2 separate regions of the Zea mays genome follow, and region 1 is linked to region 2. The links are chromatin contacts, called in public Hi-C maps. All regions are on one chromosome and are shown on one strand. Each heading gives the region's core, a stretch centred on a gene start, on an enhancer-like site or on the middle of the called end of the contact. The rest is flanking DNA. Distances are from core to core; before and after follow the strand shown.

Region 1 (4,293 bases), core at 1,382-3,881, 110 kb before region 2:
TTTTGTGTTATACACACTGACACAGCAGATACAGCCGAACCACACACAAAAACAAAGAAGAAAGAAACAGCAGCGTCACACACAGCCGCTACCAAACGCAAGCACACAAAAACACAAGAACCATTCAAGAACGTACAACACGACGCTCGATCGCGCGCGCGCAGGTGTTCTCCAACTGCCTCAAGTCGAGCGGGCGCACCGGCGTGATCGCCTCGGAGGAGGAGGACGTGCCCGTAGCGGTGGAGCAGAGCTACTCCGGCAACTACATCGTCGTGTTCGACCCTCTCGACGGCTCCTCCAACATCGACGCCGCCGTCTCCACTGGCTCCATCTTCGGCATCTACAACCCCAACGACGAGTGCCTCGCCGACGTCGACGACAACGACACCGTGAGTGCTAATTAATCTCATCTCCCTTACCTTCTTTCTGTTCTGACTGGCTCATTACGTGACACAATTCTATCTCCAACACTACACTACGTACGCGCGCGCAGCTTGATTCGGTGGAGCAGAGGTGCATCGTGAACGTGTGCCAGCCGGGGAGCAACCTGCTGGCCGCCGGCTACTGCATGTACTCGAGCTCGGTGATCTTCGTGCTCACCGTCGGCACCGGGGTGTACGTGTTCACGCTGGACCCCATGTACGGCGAGTTCGTGCTGACGCAGGAGAAGGTGCAGATCCCCAAGGCGGGCAAGATCTACGCCTTCAACGAGGGCAACTACGCGCTCTGGGACGACAAGCTGAAGCTGTACATGGACAGCCTCAAGGAGCCCGGCGACTCGGGGAAGCCCTACTCCGCGCGGTACATCGGCAGCCTCGTCGGCGACTTCCACCGCACTCTGCTCTACGGAGGGATCTACGGGTACCCCAGGGACAAGAAGAGCAAGAACGGCAAGCTGCGGCTTCTCTACGAGTGCGCCCCCATGAGCTTCATCGTCGAGCAGGCCGGTGGCAAGGGCTCTGACGGCCACCAGAGAATTCTTGACATCACACCTACAGAGGTATCAAACTACTTGATCTTGAATGTAGAACTGTGTCCAGCTGATAGATTAACCAGTTTGCGTCGTGCAGATCCACCAAAGAGTGCCTCTGTACATTGGGAGCGTGGAGGAAGTGGACAAGGTGGAGAAATTCCTGGCTTGAATGCCAGAGCTCTCTCATCAGATGGACTCCCGAAGACATCAAGTTTAGGGAGGGAATATACATGTACTCTCTCTTTCCCACCCCAAATAAGTCTTCTTCATCTCATATTTCGATAAATCAAACAATCTCAATTTTGATCTAATATATATACACACACAACATTAGTATTTATAGTATTAGATAAAAAATTACTAGATTGATCATATCGTATCATTTTATAGTAAAATATATATAGATATAAATATTGATATTATTTTTATATATATCTAATCAAATTAAAGATCGGCACACTCCTATAAATACTTACTTACTTTGAAACCAATGTATCGATATCGGTAGACTTTAGAACGAAGATTTATTGTGGAACTGAGAGAATATATGCTCCTCCGTTTTAAAATAAATGTCCAAGAAACCAAACACTTTAAAATAAATGTCCAAGAAACCAAACACTTTATTAATTATATATATAGTATTAAATAAACCCTTAAAATCTATTTTAAATTGATTTTAAATTATAAGTGTTACTAACAATTTTGTAATTAAAATTAAATTTAATAAAATTTGATATTCACGAGTACAATAACGTACTAGGAACGGTACTGGTACGACGAGAGGGCAAACAGAGTTTTCTGGTACTGCAAACAAACACGGGATACAATTGTAGTACAGAACAGATTGTATTAGGTTTTCATTTATAAACGCATTATAGATACTTGATGGCTCCACGCAACGGTGGCACGCCGGACACCCAGACCACATAACAGAAATCACTGCACACAACGGGAGTACATAACGGATAATCACTACACAAAATTACATAAGACGCGTAGTAGGACACCCATGCTTGAACAGTTGTGTTTCAAACTCCACAGCGCACGCGTGCTTCCTTCCTAGCCGGTGATCTGGACGTTCTTGACGTCGGCCTTCTTGGCCTCCTCCTTGGGCACGGTGACGGTGAGCACGCCGTTCTCCATGGACGCCTTGATCTGGTCTGCCTTGGCGTTGTCCGGCAGTCTGAACCTGCGAAGGAACTTGCCGCTGCTGCGCTCCACCCGGTGCCACCTGTCGTTCTTCTCCTCGTGCTCCTTGTTGCGCTCGCCGCTGATCTGCAGGACGTTGCCGTCCTCGACCTCCACCTTGACCTCCTCCTTCCTCAGCCCCGGCACGTCCGCCTTGAACACGTGCGCTTCGGGGGTCTCCTTCCAGTCGATCCGCGCGCCGGCAAATGCCGCGGTCTCCGAGCTGGTGCGCGGCAACGAGGGAACGAGGCTGCGGACGCCGCCGGAGCCGAAGGGGAAGAAGCCCTCGAAGGGGTCCCAGAGGTCGAGGGAGAAGGGGTCGAATGCGTTTCCACGGCGAATCAGCGACATTGTTGGTCGGACCGACGACGGTTGTTACTTCGGGTTTTGAGTGACGCGGGAGATTGGGATTGTGAGTGGTTGCTTCGGCGACTCGGGTATCTCTGTTCTTGGCTGTTCTGGCTTGTGATGGCGAGCGTCGACGCGGGGGGCTCAATTTATAGCAAGCGACGGGAGGGCCTGTCTGTGGGTTTCTCGTGTGCCCCAGCGTGGGCTAGAACCTACTAGATCTCACAGTTGGGCTAGAATTCACTCGACTTGCTATGGACTGTATCCTACGTAGTGGACTTGACCTATTAGATTGATCTGGAATCTTCGACAATCTCTTGGTCGAGGAAGGAATTCCCTATCACGGCTGGCCCAACAGTTTCCATCTGTGGCCCAGTCCTTCATGTCCAGTGGCAACTAGTACGTTCTCGTAGGAGGTAGAAGTATCCAGAAGCCCACGACCACATAAGCCAGCCGTCCGTCAATTAGAACAACTCCAGCAGCATAGCTAAGGATGTGTGTTTGGTTTGATTTTTAGCTTTGACTTTTATCCTATAAAAGCTAAAAACCAAATCAAAGGATTGAATCTAAAAAGTAGCTTTTTGTAAAAGCTGATTTTTTCGCAGTCTAAAACTGAAAGCACACCAAGACCTGCTTTTAGTGGCTTTTAGATAGAACTATAAAGACATATATCGAAGAACTTTTAACGGCTTTTAGTGGTTTCCACCAAATGATTTTTAGCTTTTTAAGAGCTCACAGCCCACAACAGCTTTTTCACAGCACACAACAATTTTTTTCACAGCCACAACTCAACCAAACAGATCATAAATCAATTAGCATTGATAAAAAAATAGAAAAATGACAACAAAATCTCAATCCAACGGACTCTTCATCTTGCTCGTTTCTCTATCCCGCTCGTCATCCCATCCAAGCCGCTAGGCACCTTTGCTGAGTCCCCACACGCCTTCCCTCCCTCGCACCCTGCTTCTAGGGGTGTGCATTTTAAAACCGAAACCCGAACCCGAATCCGAACCGAACCCGAATAGACCGAATTGATGGTCTATTCGGGTTTTCGGGTTCGGTTCCTAACTTTCAAAACCCGAATAGACCGAATAACCCAAAATATATAAGATCTTAATATGTGATGGTATTATTGTATGATTTATGAACTTATTAGCTAAAAATTATGATATAATATATATATATATCTTTGTATGTTATTTTTTATAGTCACTCGTTGTAAACTTGTAATAATAGTACTTCCAATTAATTATTCGGTGTATATATTTTAACAAAAGATACTAGTCTCTCTACTATTTGGGTCTATTCGGTGGACCGAATAGACCGAACCGAAATTGTGAGTCTATTTGGGTTCGGTTCCTAAAATTATTTTGAAAAAACAATTCTTATTTTTCAGAACCCAAAATTTCACAAATCCGAATAGACTGAACCGAATTACCCTAATAAACCGAATGCCCACCCCTACCTGCTCCGCTCTCGGGCCATATTGAACTCGTTGCCCTCGCATCGCTACCACGCCCTGTGTCCTCGTCCTATATGGGTTTCCTTGGCCGCTTGGAGGTACCAAAGGAAGCCGTGTGCGGGCCCACAGGTAGTCGAGATCACAGCCAGCCAGCCACCCATTGGTACTGCAACGACAGAGAAGAGGAGCGTGGCTTCCATAGGACCAGCTTGATTGCACCTCCCTGTTATTCCTCCCTCACCTACTCGCTAACGTAGATGAGTACGATTTCGTTTTGAATGAGAAGGGTGTGGACACGAGGAGCAGCAGAGGAAGCAACCGG
Region 2 (3,856 bases), core at 950-3,449:
ATTCTAGAGATGAGTAGAACTGTTGAAGACTTACCCGTTACCAGTTTATGCATTCGTATTTTATCTAGTTGCAACTTATCAAATTAATGTCTTGGAACTTAGCAACTTTGTAATTCCTTTTGAAGTACTTTTGCTGCTCAGTATGTTGTATGTTTTGCTGCTCAGTACACTGAATGTTGCAACCAGTGATTGTTGCAACCAGTAGACTATAAAACTTAGCAAATGAATGTTTTTTCCTTGCTATTATTTCTGGTTCTGAAGTTTGAACCGCCTATTGTATTTTTTTGCTTTGGTTATTAGTTTATTACATGGGTAATGCTACTCGATTGTTCTATGTTCTGAAAACCGCTAAAACATTTAGCTGCGGTGATATCCGGATATATCCTTTTCTAGCTGTTAAAAAAGGCCGAGCATAAATGCTTTATCCCGCTATTTTAAACACTTCTGAGAAGCCACCGATACTAGTAGTATTATAATAACAAAAACCTGTTTTTCCTTTGTTTTTTTTCTAAAATATTAGTCTTTTTAGTTTTTGATTTTTATATCTATATTTAAATGAATAATTATGAATTTTGATATATATATATATATATAACAAATACATTAATTTTTATTTTAGGACGTAAGAGTGGGGAGGGAAATGATGTTGGAAGGCCGAATGCGCTTCTACGGGTGCAGATCACGGGACGTTGATGTAAGAGCTGCCGGTGGGGCCGAACCCCTGACCGACGAGGCGACCCAGAGGTTGCTGAGCTGAGCTGCGCTGTCTGTTACTCGGTGTCCTATCCTCTCATCGCAACGTAACCCCAGTCCATCTGCTGATCTGCCAAGCCAGCAGCCTCATCTTTACCCTGCCGAACTGCTGCTTCTGTTTCATTACAAGCTTTACCCTGCCGAACTGCTGCTTCTGTTTCATTACAAGCTGAAGCCGTTGTTTCCGTTTAAGCAAAGCTACTGCTAGTAATAACAATACTGGCCTCTACTTTTCGTCGTTGAAAATCGAAATGTTGGGTTTTTGATGGACAGAAACGGACCACTACTAGCAGTGTTTGTGAATAATGCTGGATGCATGCGGTACGTGAGAAAGCTTAAGCACAAACTGATAGTCAGATCGATAGATCCCTCTAGTTCTCTTTCTCAGGCACAGTAGCATTGATGGATGCCGAGCCAATGCTCAGCGAGAGGAGAGAAACATGTCGCTGCCATCCAACACCGGCTATAGTGGATCAGACAAGGATGAGGCCCTGTTTGGAAATAAAGTTTTCTAAAACCACAGTATTTCAATACCATGGTTTACAGTATGTTGCGACACAATACCACAGTTTTAGCAAAACCAGAGTATAATCAAAGTATTTGTCCATACATAGCATTGTTTGATACCACAGTATTTGGCTGATTCAAATAGCAGATACACGTTCTCTGATTCAACTAGCAGTTACACGTTCAAAAGCTTTTGCAGCGAACAAACAAACAAAAGCACTTCCAGGTGGCTGCAGTAGTGCTGGAACACTTCCAGCGATCAAACAAAAGACAATTTTGCTTCCATCTCACAAGAGACAAGTCTTCTCTTCTGCCAGCCTGCTATAACTTGGGCGTCAGAGGACATGGGGGCGACGGGAACCAGAGCTGGGGCGGCGGCGGTGGATGGAAAAGGGCTGGGCGTCGGCGGGAGAGAGAGATGGGGGCGGCTGCGGGAGAGAGAACTGGGGCCTGGGCGGCGGCGGCTGCGGGAGAGAAAGCTAGGGCCTGGGCGGCGGCGGCTGCGGAAAAAAAAAGCGCGAGTCAGTTCATCGAGCGCGCGCGGAACAGAAAACTTGGGTCGAGACCTCTGTATCGAATACTCCAAAAATACTACGGTTCCAGTAAAACCATAGTATTGGAAACTCTGTTTTCTAATGATCTCTCAAACGGCTTCTGATCTAAAATACCGTAGTATTAGCAGATACTATGGTATTTCTCAAAAACCATGGAAAAACTCCACTTCCAAACAGGGCCTGAATGGGTATCACTGGCAGGTCTCCCCTCTCCAGCACCCCACCACGCCTTCCTCCTCCTTTTTTGCTGTTTCTTCGATCGAAACGAGCGACGCCGCTGGGTCAGACAGCTATCATTAACTGCGCGTGGCCCCAACGGCCTCGGACCGGTGAGCGGGGAAACGCAAAGCCATCAATCCGTGGACACCACACCACACACAGCAGCGCCCCACTTGCGCAATGACGATGCCTGCGTGCTGAGCCCGACGAAGGCTGGGCTGTGAGCCTGTGAGCTTTCCGGGCTCCGTTTGCGTGCCGAGTGCCGCGGCACGGCAAAAAGCAACCGCGGCCTCATGCTCGCTACGCCAGACCGGCAGAAGAAGAGATGCGAGTCTTTGCTCCATAAATTCAGCTCCTGCAGCGTCGCGCAAAGCAGCAGCTTGTGGCCGGTGAGGGTATGTTCGGTTATATTTCAACCTCCAGTAAGTCAAAACTCTCCTAATCCATATCAATCCACTTTAATTCATATAAGGGTCTGTTCGGTTAGCTCTCAATCCATACAGATTGAGTGGGATTAGATGAGATTGAATCCCAAACAAGTCAAACTTTTTCTTAATTTTTTCCAATCTCATCCAATCTACGTGTATTAGAAATAACCAAACAAGGCCTAAATTAAAAATAACCGAACAAACCCTGAGGAGCGAAACGGTTTCTGTGCCAATTGAGAGGAGGGAAACGGTTTCTGTGCCAGTTGAGGTTCAGACTTCGGATAAAGCTTGTGTCGAAGGATCCAACCACCAAGCTTCTTTTGCCCAGTCAGGTGTACATGTTGCTTCAATTGCGTCCTTTGCCTATTCTACTTCTGTTCCGGACAACGATGCCATTCAATATATACATCTACAGCAAATTCTCGTTAGATCTACCTCTACAAAAGGTTACATACAGGAGGTCAATAGCCTCCGAGGTCCATACAAGGACAAGGTTAGTTTCAGACTGGTAACATCTACCTACACAAAACTTCTGAAGAAAGCCTCAAATCATATTCCGCTTCTACCATCTACAGTGTTTCGTACCATAACCACCGGCAGCAGTGCCAGTCTCACTGTTACGAAACCATTAGTTAGCATAAATCTGTCAGGAAGCACACTGTCCGAAAAGAAAGGGCAAGCTGACAGCATCTCATCACCAATAGCTCTGTACAATGTTATAATACCGGAAGGAAATCCTAACAGACAGAACTACATTTTACATACAGTTACCGACCAACGAAAAGGCTAGAAGAACAATAATCTGCACAGAAAAGGTGAAGGTTCTGCCATACGCTAATCACTCATGGGGCATGTCATGTACAATAATGTAGAAAAAAAAAGGACCATGACAGCAAGTCAGCAGCCATAACTACGGGATGGATCAGGTAGTCAGAAGTCCAGGCTCTATCACCTTGCTTGCCGGGGCTCTGTCCCTCTGCTCTACGTAGGCAGATGGGAACCAGCCAGCCTTTCCCTTGCATTCACCTTCAGACCAACCATTTGCAGCCACCTGTGAAGAAAGACAATGTGCTTAGTCAGCATTCCCGGCCCCCTCCATATCTAGCATCTGCTCGTTTTCTAAAAGATTGCTGGTTACATTTTTACTGAGTAACAACACTTCACAATAGGATGATGCCTTATGAATTACTATAGATTATTTAGTGGGGAGCTATGAATTTGTATTATTTGTTAACCCAACTTGGCCATGAGGTATCCCAGAACGGCAGAACCTCGATACGACTTGATTGTCAACATATAAAGCAAACCATGTACCTGGCGGACCACAACGTATTCACCCACCGCGAGACTGAGCTCACCATCAGCCTGAGCATCGAATGGATGAATAACCTGCCC

What was found. Hi-C and Micro-C count contacts between places; a contact is called where the count stands out from the background.
Region 1: a Hi-C map of tassel shows a contact between it and region 2, with 5 times the contacts expected there. The contact joins the promoter of LOC100191552 here to the enhancer-like site in region 2. A contact is called at or near these places in 7 of 25 Hi-C or Micro-C datasets (bundle sheath, ear, leaf and 2 more).

What each region holds. Positions count from the first base shown.
Region 1 is chr1:38,789,760-38,794,052 of Zm-B73-REFERENCE-NAM-5.0, reverse strand. LOC100191552 (class I heat shock protein 3) reads right to left here and starts at 2,631. Exons shown (of 1, transcript NM_001136982.1): 1 at 1,801-2,631. The coding sequence starts at 2,512. The coding sequence ends at 2,033. LOC100216767 (Fructose-1,6-bisphosphatase) reads left to right here. Exons shown (of 4, transcript NM_001157234.2): 2 at 165-389; 3 at 494-1,000; 4 at 1,071-1,296. The coding sequence ends at 1,142.
Region 2 is chr1:38,681,669-38,685,524 of Zm-B73-REFERENCE-NAM-5.0, reverse strand. It overlaps LOC100283374 (clathrin binding protein), which reads right to left. Exons shown (of 10, transcript NM_001156275.1): 9 at 3,776-3,850; 10 at 3,156-3,512. The coding sequence ends at 3,384. Among protein-coding and RNA genes, the nearest start is that of LOC100283374, 15 kb to the right of the region's middle. Within about 2 kb of position 2,199, at least 20 of the 20 cell types and tissues checked have an H3K27ac peak or open chromatin away from gene starts, as enhancers often do. A contact at or near this core is called in bundle sheath, ear, leaf and 2 more, where this site is marked.